Linked DNA regions of Columba livia: region 2 is linked to region 1. A link is a contact called in public Hi-C data. All regions are on one chromosome and are shown on one strand. The core of a region is the stretch at or near the end of the contact, and the rest is flanking DNA. Distances in the headings are between cores, read along the strand shown. Region 1 holds the start of CRYAA (crystallin alpha A). Region 2 holds the start of SIK1 (salt inducible kinase 1).

The links. A called contact is a pair of places that touch in the nucleus more often than the background predicts.
Region 2: a contact with region 1 is called in a Hi-C map of liver, with 2.2 times the contacts expected there. The contact joins the promoter of SIK1 here to the promoter of CRYAA in region 1. A contact is called at or near these places in 2 of 2 Hi-C or Micro-C datasets (crop and liver).

What each region holds. Positions count from the first base shown.
Region 1 is chr1:96,779,128-96,786,654 of bColLiv1.pat.W.v2, forward strand. It overlaps CRYAA (crystallin alpha A), which reads left to right and starts at 3,268. Exons shown (of 3, transcript XM_021286513.2): 1 at 3,268-3,671; 2 at 4,619-4,741; 3 at 5,797-6,850. The coding sequence starts at 3,483. The coding sequence ends at 6,006.
Region 2 is chr1:96,956,617-96,964,143 of bColLiv1.pat.W.v2, forward strand. SIK1 (salt inducible kinase 1) reads right to left here and starts at 4,838. Exons shown (of 14, transcript XR_010473746.1): 1 at 4,663-4,838; 2 at 4,156-4,389; 3 at 3,158-3,274; 4 at 564-627; 5 at 195-356. It overlaps HSF2BP (heat shock transcription factor 2 binding protein), which reads right to left. Exons shown (of 10, transcript XR_010473755.1): 10 at 7,488-7,527.

The sequences.
Region 1 (7,527 bases), core at 2,018-4,517:
AGCAGGTGAGTCAGTCTCATGGACAAACTAATAGCGGCTAAATCCAGACAAAGGCTGTACTTGATCACTGACTCCTGCTATACTCAGAAACGTGATCTAGGATTTCTGCATCTTGTGCTGGGCAACATCCTTTACAAAATGTCTCATGGGCTGGCAATTATGCATGATAATTGAGGAAGGGATTCTTTCAAAAGTAAGCTAGACAGCAGATCCTACTGGAATAGCTTTTGAGTTGGACTGATATTCCAAATTTGCAATGAGGCTTTGGGAAAACCTGCCTTTGATGTGTTGCTTTTGAGTGTGCTTGTGAGCATATGCACTAGTTTACCTTCTTTTTATAGGAAGGCCAACAGATCTCGGTGCTTTTGCTCAGTTGGTGACACTGATGCACAAATGTTGTGCATCCTGTGAGAAGTCTAGTCCCCTGAACTGGTGCAAAGTAGTTGCTTTTTCCTCTCATACCAAACTCTTTATTTAATCCAGTACCAGTGGAGTTAATAAATGCCATTTCCCTCTTGGCATTCCCAGGTGTAGTTTCCTTCTGAGGGGAGGCACAAATCCCACTGGATAGGATTAATCTCTGCAGCTCTGCTTGTCCAGAAGGAGGTCAGCATCAGAATTGCCTCCCCTAAGGCAGCTGTCCAGGCTCCTTCCTTAGTCAGTCCAGATGCAGGCACTGCTGAAAGGTGTCTCATTTCACCTTTTCTATCCACCTACATTATCATGTGAGCCATCTGGAGACATTTGACACTCTCCACTGACTGGACAGGGAGCCTGGACAACTCATTTGGACTGGACACCTGAGTTTCAGACTGTTGGAAGTCAGATGTGATGAGTCTCAGGAGACTGCTTGTTGCCCAGAGGCATGTAGGCAGTGCAAAGACTGCATCAGAAAAAACTTCTGTAAATGACATTTACATTTCAGTGAAATATTTTCCCCATAAAAGACAAAAATGTCCATCAAAGACAAAATGGATATGATTAATTCTAGGGAGAGCCATGAAAATGTGAGTCCAGAAAAAACTAAAGATGTAAAACTGTAAAGACAGCTGCCACTTTTCAAGTATTTGAATGTGTGGTAATATACCTAATTTTAGACAAAATTTAGATGAAGATATATTTGTTGTTATTCTCTCAACAGCCCATTCCCATCATACCACTCAACATAAGGGATGCTCTGATCACGTGTTGAATACACACATGCTCTGATCCTGGAGCAGGCTTCAGGCTATGGATGGATGATGGATTTTGTTGGGCTTCACTGTGAGGTAAGCAGCGGTGTGTAGGCAAACAGCTGCTTTCCTGGTGCCTAAGAGCATGGATGTGCTGCTGGTTGGTGCTGGTGAGAGGGGTAGAGCCCGCCTGGGTTCCCTTCTTCCTCCCCGCCACAATAACCCGCCTTTACCACTGTGCTGGTTTGACTGAAAATGGGTTAATTTTCTTCATGCAGTTAGAAACCTTTCTTTTCCATAGCTAGCATGCTCATTATTTGGACTCAGTTTGAGAACAAGAAGATAACACCCCAAGACAGAGTTAATGTTTTTAATTGCTTCTTTCATTCTGCATATGTCAGGGCACTACTTCTATCTGTTTAAATACAAGTTAGCAGGTCTCTAGTACTGGTTGGCTGAGGAGAGATTTCCTTTTCTCCTGGAACAAAGAACTAAACTTAATAGAGGTCCTGAAGAAAAATCTTGGAAGTGCTTTATGATTTTTGTTTTATTTTCCTCCGTTTTCTCAAGCAAAGTGACAGATTTGGGACAATGGGACTAAAGGGGGGGAAGGTCTGCCTGTTGTGTTTTTTCCCTCTGTGTCTTGAGGAGAGATTGATCTCATTTTCACACCTGATTTTAGAAAAGCCTTCATGCCCAAGAGCCGTGCCCAGACCACAGGGTTTTTTCTTGCTGGAACTTAAACTTCAACTGAGGTTGAACTTAAACTCTTGTCTCTCTTCTTAGCAGTCCCTTCTGCCTTGTTGGGTGTTTTTCTGTTCAACTTTTTGTTTTCCATGAAGGAAAGCCTCTGTAACAGGATCTTCTGCTTCCTGCTTTTCCTCACCTGCCTCCATGCACTTCCTGGGGAAGGGTCATGAGCGGGAGTCACAGCCAAGGGCTTTCCAAGACCACAGGGCTCCTCAATGCCAGGTGATGTTTAACTGAATGTCACTTTAATTCAATATTTTTCTGAATTTAGCTCCTCTGGCCTGGATTGATCCAATTTCTCCAGAAGCACGGATGCCAGGATCTCAGCCACCCTTGGTTTCCTTAGACCCTGGCTCCACGAGAAGATAATTCAGCCCCTCAGCCCTGAAGTGCCTTTTGGAGGTGCCCTCTCCTCTCTCTCCATCGCTCTCTGTGACTGCAAAAGGCGCTGAGACGTGCAAGACTCCTGACGTAGGTGCTCCTGCTGTTGGGAAGGCCCCTGGGATGCAGTCCCTGCATTGCTGTCGCTGGGGCCTCGTGCTGAGCCCTTTAGCTGCCTTTTCGCTCCTCTCTGGCAGAGCCTGCTGCTCCAGTAGTGGGCTGTCCACGTGCCCCTTCCCTGGTTCCTCCAGGATGGCGGATGACCCCTTAAAGGCAACTTTAAGGGTAACAGAAATGCAAACCAGCCATAACCAGAAATGCGTGTTAGGCAGGATCTGTGTCGTGACACCAGGAGAGAAATAGATCTCCCACAACACTCCTAAATTAAAACAAGGACGCTCTCAAGAGCAGCTTTGGGACTGCTGTTACGGTCAGTGACCAAACTTATTTTTCCTTCTTTCTTTTGGCAAAGTATTTGTTTGTTAAAAGTTTCTGTTTTGTCAAAGCCATGTTCATGCTCTGCATCATGCGTTAGTCCTGCTTCCCTGCCAGCTCCATCATGATCCCTGCGCCAGGGGTGACAGACCCCTCTCAAGTGCGGGAGACACTTTATAGCATGTCAAAAAAAAGTTTTGCTTTCTTCTATCTGAACCAAACCCCTTTTCCACGCTTGGAAGAAAGCTGTTTCATGTGTTTGGAAGAGACTTTGTGTCTCTCTTTCAAGGAGGGGCAGAAACAGAAGCAAAATAACAAAAAGCCAAGGGCGGGTTATAAAGACCCACAGATCAGACCTCCTTCACAAGCATCCTTGAGACACCCACTGGGGTGTCCCGTTTAGCCTGTTTGATCCCGTAGAGGACCTGTCAGTACCCCTGGGCACCCCTTGTGTTTCAGCGTGCTGCCTGGCATCATCCCTCTGGGAGACCTGGCACCCATTCCAACCAGACTGTTGTTTCCAGGTCAGTCTCCGCATTTCTGCTGACCGCGTTGCCTCCGTCATGAGATCATGTCTTTCCAGAGAAATCCCTCTAATGCCTTCATTCTCCGAGACCAGTATATATAGGGGGAGCTTCCCTGGGGCTGCACTGTGCAGTCCAGCCAAGGCATCACTGTCTCTCCAGGAGCTTCACTGCCCCTGCCATTTTCCCCTCGCAGCCACAGGTCGCAGCAGCAGCCAGAATGGACATTACCATCCAGCACCCCTGGTTCAAGCGTGCTCTGGGACCCCTCATTCCAAGCCGTTTGTTCGACCAGTTTTTTGGAGAGGGCCTCCTCGAGTACGATCTCCTGCCTTGGTTCTCTTCCACTATCAGCCCCTACTACAGGCAGTCCCTCTTCCGCAGTGTGCTGGAGTCAGGCATTTCAGAGGTAAGGGCCCTTCGGATTCCTCTCCTTTTCCTTCCCCTCCCTCCTTACACCTCTGCCTGCTCCTCCCCACCCTCACCGCACTGGCTGGGTTTGGCGACTGTAGCCCTGTGCTGGGGTGTTAGGGGGTAAGGAGGACCTCCAGCCCACCGCCAGGCACAGTGAGCCCCCCTTCTTGGGCACGGAGGGAAACCCTCACTGGGGAGAAGGCTTCCCTACAAGAAACAGAGATCATTTTGGCTCCTGACGGTTGTTTTTGACATGGAAAAGGCTGCCTTTGCTGCCCTCATGTCAGACGGCCATATGAGGAGGGAAGAGCTAGGCTGCTCCCAGAGTAAGCGCCCACGAGGGCAGCTCAGCGTGGGAGAGGACCCTGGCATGCGGGAGCTTCCTCTGGCCCCCTCCTCTGCTTCAGGAGCTTGGTGGGCTTTGCAAGCTCACGCTGGAGGACCCAGGAGCAGTCATCTGTAGGCAGTGTGTAGGAGGAGCACGTAGCAGTGGAGACTGTAGTGTGAAGCTCAGGGACCAGTACTTTCTCTAGCTCACTCTTACTGGTTTCCTCCCAGAGCTGAGACCCCAAAGAAACCATAAATCACTGAAAGGACAAAACCTTTGCTATCAGAGAATATTGGACTGGTTTCCATTCCCCCTTGCTGCTGAGCTCTGGTGCATCTGGCAGATCACTGGGTGCAAAGGGGTCCCCGCCCAGGAAGAGTGGCGAGAGGTGATACCTCTCCCCAGAGCAGTAGCAATGGCGCAGACCCCTGCCACAGCCTCCCAGTGTCCCTGTGTCCCCACCAAGGGATAGAAGACCCCCGCTGAGGCCCATAGTCCCAGACAGGGAAGCCGTGCTGCTGCCAGACCCCCCCCTTCTCCGGCTTTTAAGCTGTCATGACGCTTCCCTCCGCACTTAGAGCTCATGTCTTACTGTCTGACAATGTTCATTTCAGGTGAGGTCTGACCGGGAAAAGTTTACAATCATGCTGGATGTAAAACACTTCTCTCCCGAAGACCTGAGTGTGAAGATTATTGACGACTTTGTGGAAATCCATGGCAAGCACAGTGAAAGACAGGTAAGGGCAACTGGGGAGTCAAGCTCTGTTTACTTTCTTACCAATCGTCCTCAGCTGAAGGGGAAAAAAAATAATATATCAGAAGAAGGAGTTATTTATCTATTGACATTATCAGCATGGCCCATTCCCATAGAGCCCCAACCTGATATCTGACAATAACAAGCTAATCCACTCCTCTTTTGTTTATTTTCAATTATCACCTTCCATAACCATCAGATGACGTTGTCCATTGTTCACTAATGTTCACTAATCATCTGGGCTGCCAAAGCATGGCTGAGTTTTCATAAACCAGAACTGTTAGTGAAAACGGAGCATTCATATGCTGATTTGGGAGAGAAAAGCAAGAGTAAACAAAACAAAAGAAAAACAACTGAGTGCCGCAGGCTTGGAAACTTTTAACACATATGTCATGGAAATGTCTGTGGGGGTCGAAAAGTGAATTACACCAGCAGGGGTTTAATTCTTCTCATACATTTTTTTGGCCAGACAAAGCTCTAGCCTGGAAACAGTCTGTATTTTTTAATATAGTTGTTTTTTTCCAGAGGAAGAGAGCAGCCGTATTCATGGCTGAGTTGAAAAAAGATTGCATTTATCATGTTTTTGGCCCCCCAAAAAGGGGGGATGGGATCGTGTGCTTTGACTGTCACCATATTGCTGCCTAGTAAGGAAATACATGAGTCCACACATGTGCATTGCTTTTACCTTCACAGAACCACACACTTTGTCTCCAAGCATCCTTTAAAATTGGAGGCTGTGGCAGTGCCCCCATCCAGATCAGATCCTTACCTCTACTATAGCCAAAATCAGCCTACTATAGCCAAAATCAGCCTACTATAGCCTGCTGTGCTGTTCAGCTCTTGCAGCTCCAAGGTCACAACGGGGGGACACCTGCCCCTACAAACCTGCAAAATAGAATAAAAAGCAAATAAGCAGCCAGCGATGCAGGCAATACAGTGTCATGATAAACCAGGGTGAATGTGGACCCCACCTCTGATGGAGTTGTGGGGTCGAGGGGTTTCTGACGGACCTTCCCCCCTTTCCCCACTGCCTCTCAGGACGACCACGGTTACATCTCCCGTGAATTCCACCGCCGGTACCGCCTGCCCGCCAACGTGGACCAGGCTGCCATCACCTGCTCCCTGTCCAACGACGGCATGCTGACCTTCTCGGGCCCCAAGGTCCCCGCCAACATGGACGCCAGCCACGGCGAGAGGCCCATCCCCGTGTCCCGGGAGGAGAAGCCCACCTCCGCGCCTTCCTCCTAAGCCTGCCTGCTGCTGCAGTGTGCAGGCTGCCGCCGTCTGCGGGTGTCATTCCCAGAGCCATTGCATAGATACCAGTGAATACCTAGAGGGGTTTATTTTGTTGGTTCCTCCCTCCTCCTTTGTTTCTCTTTATTTTTTTTTTTTTCCCCTTGGATGGGATGAGGGGCTGGGTGAGCGGCTGGTGGACTTTGAAGCTTAAACCTGCGAGCTGTGCTGTGGGGATGCTATGGATGGTGCGTGCTGCCACGCTGTTGTACTTGCTGAAAGGGTCTTCACCCGGTGCTGTAGTCCATAACCACCATCAGGTAGGAGGGAGTGCACAAGTAACACTGGCTCTTGGGGCACCCACCAAGTCTCGAAATGGGGGGAAAAGCCCTGCAGACATGCAGAGTTAAACGGGTTACTCTTAAAAGAGAAGCAACAGAGCCAAACCCCACGCCTGAGATCCTGCGTACATACAATGAACATGCCATGGGTTCCTTGCAACTTTAGGAGAAATAACAGTGTCTTACCTTCGGGGGTTGCAACGGATATTTTGTTTTCAGCCAAGTGTCTAAGTGTATCTGTTCACACCATTACCCTGTCATTTCCCTTAGGGACAACTGACCCGAGGACAAGCATGTCTTTCCACTGTCTTAGTAAGGCCCTTGAGGGAGAGAGGGGGGCTCAGTGCTGTGCAGAGGCTTCCCATCCCCAGCCAGCTCTCCCCAGCCTGTGCGTAACACGCCATCTCCATTGCTCTGGCTGTAATTCTAGGGTAGCTCCACCTCTTCCACTGGTATCTGGCACTCGACCTGAGAATGTGGTCAGTGGCGGTCAATAAAGAGATATAGGAAACACGCAATTGGCTTTGGGTGTTTCATTTGTTCCTTTCTAAGGCTTTTGAAGTTGAAAGGTTAGCACGGTGCCTAATGTCGTGTGGAGGGTGTGCTTTCCTCCACTGGAAGTACATTTTGTGATAATGACTTGCCCTTTCTTTTGTGTTCCTGTTATCATTCATACAAGCGAAACAAAAAGATTAAAAAAAAAAAAAAAGAACAAAATTCAACAGCTCAACAACCATTCCTCTTCTTAAATTCATTGTGCCAGTGAAAACGGCATTGCAGACCTCATCTGTGTGACATGATGTGAAGGGTTTCATCTGAAATGAATGATTAAAGCTGTTTGATGGTGGGGATGGTCAAGTGTAGGTACTCGTTCTCCCTGCAATTGCTGCACATGAAATCTATGGCTCCCAAGCCTGCATAGGTGTGAGTGCTCAAGACTGCAGGTTTCAGCACTCTAATAACTTTCCATGCAGATGGAAATCTGGGGTGTTTAAGAAAAGCATAGCATCACTGATAAACCTGCATCCCCGTAATTAAGCTCATAGACAAAATCAGGTTGGATAGTGAGTGCTTCTCCTCTTGGTAGAGATCTTCACATCCAAGACCTGCAGTGTGAGATAGAGCTTCTGAGGTCCACCTTGACTCTTAAGTAGAGAAGGTCATTGCTTCTCCAGAAGCAGACACAAATTTGTCT
Region 2 (7,527 bases), core at 3,588-6,087, 180 kb after region 1:
AGCAGATGTATTCTTTTGTTCACTGCCTATTCAATTAAGCTATTCTCTTTTGTCCAGAGGATACGTTCAGAGAAATATCAGTAATTTTTGTTTTCTTTTCAGTTACCATAAATACACTTGCAGGATCATCTTAAGAAGCCTGAATTGCTAAATGCCTAGTGTTGTTTATAGAGTAACCACGTATTTCTTATTACCTGCTAACTTGATATTCATGTTAGCATCTAGCAGAAGGTTCTCTGTTTTGAGATCCCTGTGCACTATGTGGTGGCTGTGACAATACTCCACTGCTGAAAGAATCTGCCAGAACTTCTTCCGTGCTTCACTTTCACTTAAGTGCCCATTGGAGGTCAGATGATCTGCAAGACAGAATAAAAGAGGTATATGATTTAGAAACACCCAGAGGAAATTTTTCATAATCCTGCAGGTGCTGCACTCACTGTTTGACAGTTGACAACGTCAACTCTGGATTTTTAATCAGAATATATATATTACTCAGCAATGACAATAATAAAGCCATGGCTCCTAAACCTAAAGAACTGCTAGCTCTGGCAGTGAGGACTTACCAAACATTTCTCCATTCTTTGCAAACTCAGTAACAATGTAAAGCATATCCTTTGTCTCCATAACCTGTGAAGACAGAAGAGGACATGCTTAAAAAAAGGCAGACCTCTGTAGTTTCATTCATTTTTCTAAGTGTATTCTCAAACATATCAGTTCAATTATTTCTTTGACACAACAGCTGGCAGTGAAAGCATCTAATTTTGCACCACAGTGTTCTTTCCAAGCAAACTGATAATGAATAAGATAACAAATCAATGCTTATGTGACCACAACATACAATGGCTTCTCATGCCATTGTTCTTCTCAGCATTACCATGCCACCTAATTTCTATAAGATAACTGATGAGAATGTCAATAATTTCATACACTTCCCTGAATTCCTTTTTTTGTTAAAATATGTACATATAGTTTTACAATTCATTTGATATATTTTGAACATGCAAAGTCACTTAAAGTTTATACGAAATCTTTGTTTCAAGGTTAGCAGGTACTCAGATCAGGAGAGATATCTGCAACTTGGACAAATCAAAAAATAGTATCAAATACCCCTCTGTTATTTGGTATTGGCCAGGGACATGGCAAGCCTCTCATGCAAGTGACAATAGGCTGCTGTTTGTGTAATGGCAGTGCTTGATGCACAACAACAACTGCCAATATATTGCTCAGTGTTCACCTATCAATCTAGTATAAACTCCCTTTGATACATGTTAATTTGTTCAGTTGAAGGAAGAAAGAACTGAAAACTAAACAATGAATGAGAAATGCCGAGCATTTCCAAATTCACCTTCAGTTACTGCAGCACATCTTTCAAATATTTCAAATTTCAAAATATACCATTTCCTTGGAATTGGACTCGCAAGGAGCAGATATTTTGTTTGGGAAGCAGAAGGCTCACAACAGGTTAATAATCAAAAATGCTACTTCAGAGGCTGTAATTTCCAGGCTTCTAACATATAACTTTTCTTAAGACTCTTGTCCTCCCCTCACTGCAAGTACACACAGACACAAAATTAAAATAAATAAACAGGGAGCAAAGGAAGAGAGGTTCCCAGCTTAAAAAAACTGAAGGAAAGTGTTCTGGGAAAGTTGCCATCTGGATGAAATTAAGACGCTGTGCTGAAACTAAAACAATGATGAAATAATACAAGAACACACACCCTACACTGGTATGTCATCTAATTCCATCCCTGCTTCTCAGTCTCCACCAAGCAGGTAAAGCATCAGTTACAACAACAAAGAAAAGAAAACTTCACTGCAAAGAAATTATGGTCCACTACCAACGTCACTTGCTCCGTGAACCACCGTGAGGTGGTTCAACTAGATGGTATTTAACCTGCTTTTCTAAAAGCTTCGAAATAGTATTTTCACCCACGTCATTCCACTGAAATGAAATCAACTGAACTGTTAGAATGTTTCTGTATATCCTATACTGCCCTATGGGCAACAATGACGTCAGATGTTAACACAGAATAATTTTTGTTGTGATGGTTAATACTATAAATATCAAGTACTTCATGTGTGTCAACATCTTTAAAAATAATGCCTTGCCTAAGCACCTGCCTTACTGGCTCATCAGCCCTACACATTAATTAAACTATTAAACTTTTTTTTTTTTTTAAGCTCACAAACCCAACGGTAAAATTGCAGCTGATAATAGTGTTTACTACTGCACACGGACTTTCAGACCTGCTGCTTCATCCATCTATTCTTCTCTCCCCCTTGCCTTTCTAGACAGGTCCAGACAAAGTGCAATACCTCATCTTCTTCAATCCACATGGCACTATTTAAGATGATTAAGAGGAATTTATACCAAATGCTAATTAGATTGATTATTTAGAATTTGCAAAGTAGTCCTTGCTCACTATACAGCTGTCATCCTGTTTTCTGCACATTAATTTCTTCTTATTGTTAAAAATACCCATTAGTGAAGAAACTGAACAAATGTAAATGAAAATTCATGTTGTGAAACTCTACAGGGGGAAGGTCAGTTAAAATTCACTTTCAAAACTACACCAACTAGAACGAAATAACCAAATGGATCTTTTTATGACATATTCTAAGATACCAACATCTACTGGCTTTTTCTTTTCTACTTAGATTAGAATTCTAATTCCTAGATTAGATTTCTACATAGATTTTCTACTTAGATTGATTTGGTTTAATTGTTGTTGATGTAAAATCCCTTCCATTTATGGCAAACTCAACTTTTGAGCTTTCTTCTCTACTGTCCTACACGAGTTTAAGTCTTTCTCTTATCAAAAGCACTTAAGAAGTTCCAGTCCTCTAAACTGGAAAGGCACTGGAGTTAGGAAAGGCAAGTTAGTAATACAAGTCCAGATAATCAGTTCCTGGATCTGAAACAAACTGCAGATTGATTTTAACTGTAAATTTTACAGTGCACTTTGTCAAAAAGCTGTTTAATGTACCAGAGTCTTGTTCAAAGAACGATGAATTACTCTTAAAAAACTCAGTTTAAGTGTTTTTCAAAAAGTATTTCAATATGCATTCTCTCTGCAAATATTTGACATAAAATCGTGCAAGAGAAGCGCACAAGCATATCTCATCTGCATGCTGCACTTCAAAGCTGACCTCTTACCTGGTATAGCTTGATAATGTGTGGATGATTCAAAAGTTTCATTATCTGAACCTCTCTATAAATCTTCTCCAGATTGCTTGGGTCTAACCTTGTTTTGTCTATTATTTTTATAGCAACCTGCAGATTTAAAAAAAAAAAAAAACAAACAAAAAACAAAAAACAAACAAACAAAAAATGAAACAACCGCAGGTTTTATAACATAGGCACTCTTACTATTAAAGTTTCTTAGAAAAAAAAGAAAACAACCCCAGCACACACACACACACAAACTCACAAAATCCAAGAAAAGTAGCTTTTAAAGTATGGACTTGACAAAGCTGATTCTGTTTTTCTGAACCGCACAGAATTCATGACACAGAACATTTTCATTTTTCTTTTCTGTGTCAAAGGATTACACATAAGGTAGTGAACAGAACTGCAGAAATTAGCACTGGACAGGATTCAGTAAATCTTTTAATCCATCCTGAGCCAGTGAAAAACAGATTCCTGCAACAGACTGTTTTCTACTGTAGTGACCGATGTGATTTTGACATGCACTACAAATGGAAATACGGTTGCATGCCATTAATAAATAATTTCTGCAAATAACACTACAAGTTCTTTGTTCCTGAAGTGAACACATAGAATGAAAAAATTAGAGCCGTCTAAAGACTTCAAAAGATCGTTAATTTGTTCGACTCTTTAGCAAACTAAGACGAAGTAATTCAGTGAAGCTACCGTCACACTCGGAAATGTTAACTTCACATATATTCTTGCTCGCTTTTAATTCTACATGAGCTCTGTTGAACACACCGGGAAAACTCAAAGCTTCTACCAAGAGCTACATCAACTACTGGTGCTCACTCAGCACGGCGGGCTGAGCCGTCTGCACTTCGCAAAGCTTGATGCTGTTCTCCCTCCTCTCCAGCGCCAGTTTAGTGCACGATGTGTTCAGGGCAGCCGGCCCGCCAAGTGGCAGGCCCTTGGTCCCCCGGTCCCCCGCCAGCCTCCGCACCCACCTGCGTCTTGGTCACTCGGTGCCTGGCCAGCTTGACCACCGCGAAGTTGCCTTTTCCCAAGGTCCTCTCGATGTCGTAGAAACCGACTCGCAGCGGCCGCTGCTGTGCTTGTCCGGCAGCCGGCACGGAGCTGTACTCTGACATGATCACCATGGCTTAGGCGGGTGGCGGGCAGCGCACGCCGTGCCTAGGAGGGGAGCATCCGCGCTGCCCGGGGACGCGGGGCGCTCGCACCTGCACGGAGAGGGCACAGCACAGCCCGTCAAGCCGCGCCCGCCGCCGGACCCCGCTCACAACTCGGCGGGTTCTCCTCCCTCGCTCCAGCGGAGCCGCGGCAGCGCCGGCCCCGCTTCCCGCCTCCCCGCTCCGCTCGGCGCTCGCTGCAGAACTCGCCGCGCCGGACCCGCGCGCGCGTCGCCACCGCCCCGCGCGCCACTCCCTCCCCGCCCCCCGGCCGCCTCGCGCGGCCGTTGCCCAACCGCCGGAGCGGCCGTGGAGCCGCCGTACCTGGGCGGGCGGCGGGCGCTTCTCCGCGGCTGCCGGCGCCGGGCTGAGCCGCCTCGGCGGGGTGTGTGCGCGTGTGTGTGTGTGCGTGTGTGTGCGCGCGCGCGTGTGTATGTCTGGCGTGCGCCGGGGCACAGGCGGGAGCACACGGGATGTCCCGGCCCCCTCTCCCCTCCACCCCCCCTCCCGCCACCCGCCGCGCTCCGCCGGCCCCCCTCCGCGCACACCCCGCCCTCCCTCCCGCCTCTTCCCCCCGCCCACCGCCGAAAGCCGAGACGGGCCCATTGACGTCACTTTGACGCCAGAGAGACGCGCGCCCAGGCGCGAGGCTGAAGGAGAGCGAGACACCGGGCCGTTGCCAAGGGACGGGCGGTGCTGACGCGCGCGCTGATGGAGCCGTCGCCCGGGAGACAGAGGGGCGGTGACGTCAGGGCAGAGGGAGGGAGGGGGCTGCGGGGTCTCCTGTCGTCCCCCCCCCGTCCGGGGGGGGTGGGGGGTGCTTTCTACTATCACGTGACGCGTCCCTTCTCCCGGCGGGGTCGCCCCCTGCCGGCGCACCCGCTGCCCGCGCCAACCACTGAAGCGCGCGGGGCGCCGGCAGCCGCCAACCGTTTGGTGGCCGCCCCACCGCGCCGCGCGCCCGTCCCCTTGGGGAGCTCCTGAGCGCCCGGGACCGCCGGCTGCAAGACGCCCGCCGCGGGCAGGGCTTGCCCCCCGCCGCGCTGCCCTGCGGAGGGCCCGGCGGAGATGGGGAGACTGCGAGCGCCGCGCCGAGCCCGCTCGACGGGGAGAGGCACCTCGCCGGCGCCAGCGCGCGGGCAGCCCTGGTGACCGCCAGGCCCTCGCTGGTGACCCTGACCCCCTGGTGGCCCCTTCCCCGCCACGGAGACGGCCCCCACCGTGTGCCGGAGCCCTAGACCCGCCGGGGCTGTGGGGCTACCGACTGCGGTACTGTCCCGCTAGCAGCGGGGAAAGTGTGGCTGTCGTCCTGCGGAGGACATTTGTGTCCTAATCCCAAAGCACAAGGAGGGCTACGGCCGCCCACCGCTCTCAGCAATGCCCGCGGCGGGACACTGACCCGCCTTCCCCTGCGCAGGGCCGCTTTCCGTCCCCGGTTGTTTCCCGGGTGTGAGTGATGGAGGGGAGCTGTCGGGGGCTCCTGCCGACCATCCTGTCTGGCACCCCCTGTGCGTCCTGGGGACAGCAACCCTCTGGCGTCCACCAGCTGGGCACGGACGGGAAGAGAAGCAATAATAAAGAGCCTATGTATATGTTCTGTCCTGTGATACCTGGCAACTTACTCATACATTCTGAGTGCACCTGCAGTGCTATTGTCTCTGGTCAGCCTGGAATTGAGGCTTGGGAAGCACTCTCTTGCTCACCAATGCTGAAGGAGGCTGTTTGGCATTGAGCCTCAGCATCCTAGAAGTGACCAAGAAGTTCCTCTCAAGGGCAAGTACAAAGCGGCAGATGCATGGGATTCAAGCATGTAGGTCTTCAGCCTTCACACAGCAAGTGACCAAAGTGTTTGTACATTTGGTCTCAAATTTCTGTTTAGCCTTGGAAATAAGTCTTGAATGGTGCCTGCCACATCTGTTATTCAACTTTATCAGCTCTATTAGAGTCAGTGTAGGCTTTTTTCCGATAAGTAATTCTCCAGTCAGTGGTTGGGCCCCTGACTGGAAGACTGTCTGTCTCAACCCAAACTCCAAGCCTGACCACCATGACCAATGGCACACTGGATGGTGACCTTCTTCTGCCATACAGAGGCACCATGCAAGTGGGATTTTCCAGACTGTTTGAAATAATGTGGAAGAGGTATAGCTCACCTTCACAATGAAGATTTCAAAGCATTTGCTATGCTTGTTCTCAGCTGTAGCTGGTGATCTCCTTAGGGTTCATGAATGACTTCTGAAGGGCTCCAGAGCAACTCACTGTGCGAGGAAAGCCAGCTTATTGTCAGTTTTTGTAAATCCACTCTAAAGACAGGATGGGAAAAATGTGGTCCTCTATATAAATCAAATTACATGATATATGAGCTGTGTGTCATCAACACACTTGAGAGAGACCCATCGGGACATTCTAGCGAAGCAAGCAGGGCTTCCTCTGCTCCTGTCTAATGAACTACACTGCTTGTGTCCCCTGCTGTAAGGTGGGTGCTGGCCATTTGGGAGACAAGTTAGGCTGTAGGCTCCTTCTCCTAGAATCATGGAGAAATAACATCTGAAATTAACCTCCAAACTTTGTTTACCTTGATGATCACACAAAACGCATGTTGTTCCTGTGCTTATTTACTGTGAGCAGGCAGGCTAGCAGCGTGTGGGGCTTGAGCGGCAGTGGGAGACGGCAGCAGCTTGCAGATGCGGTGGCCAGGAGCTGAAGGACAGGAGCTGCTCACATGGAGCTGGTGGTGTCACCCAGGTCATGGGACTGCTATGTCAGTTGCTGTAAGGGGGTTAATAGCATGCAGCCAGCCAGGGCTATTGTAACATTCAATTAGTGCTTACACAGTGCCTTGAATAACTCACATGAAAAGCTGACTTATTATTATTATTATTATTGTTATTATTAAGCTAACAGTATATTCTCCATGGAGCTCATGAAGAGGAGGTGACGCACAAACAGCACATACAGTAGCAACTGCATGTGAACAGTGCCCCAGGAGTTATAAAGAAAAAAATTACCTTAATAATGGTTCCTCTGCTGTGGTGGGATTTTCCTCCCTTTAATTATAGCTGCTGTTTTCATTTGAAATTGATTAAGTGTTTTAAGATGGCAAACAGAACTGGTCTTTTTAGAAAGAACACTCAAGGCAGACAGCCCCAGCTAGGAGCATAACGTTTTTATTTCTTCTTAAATGGGAAGAAG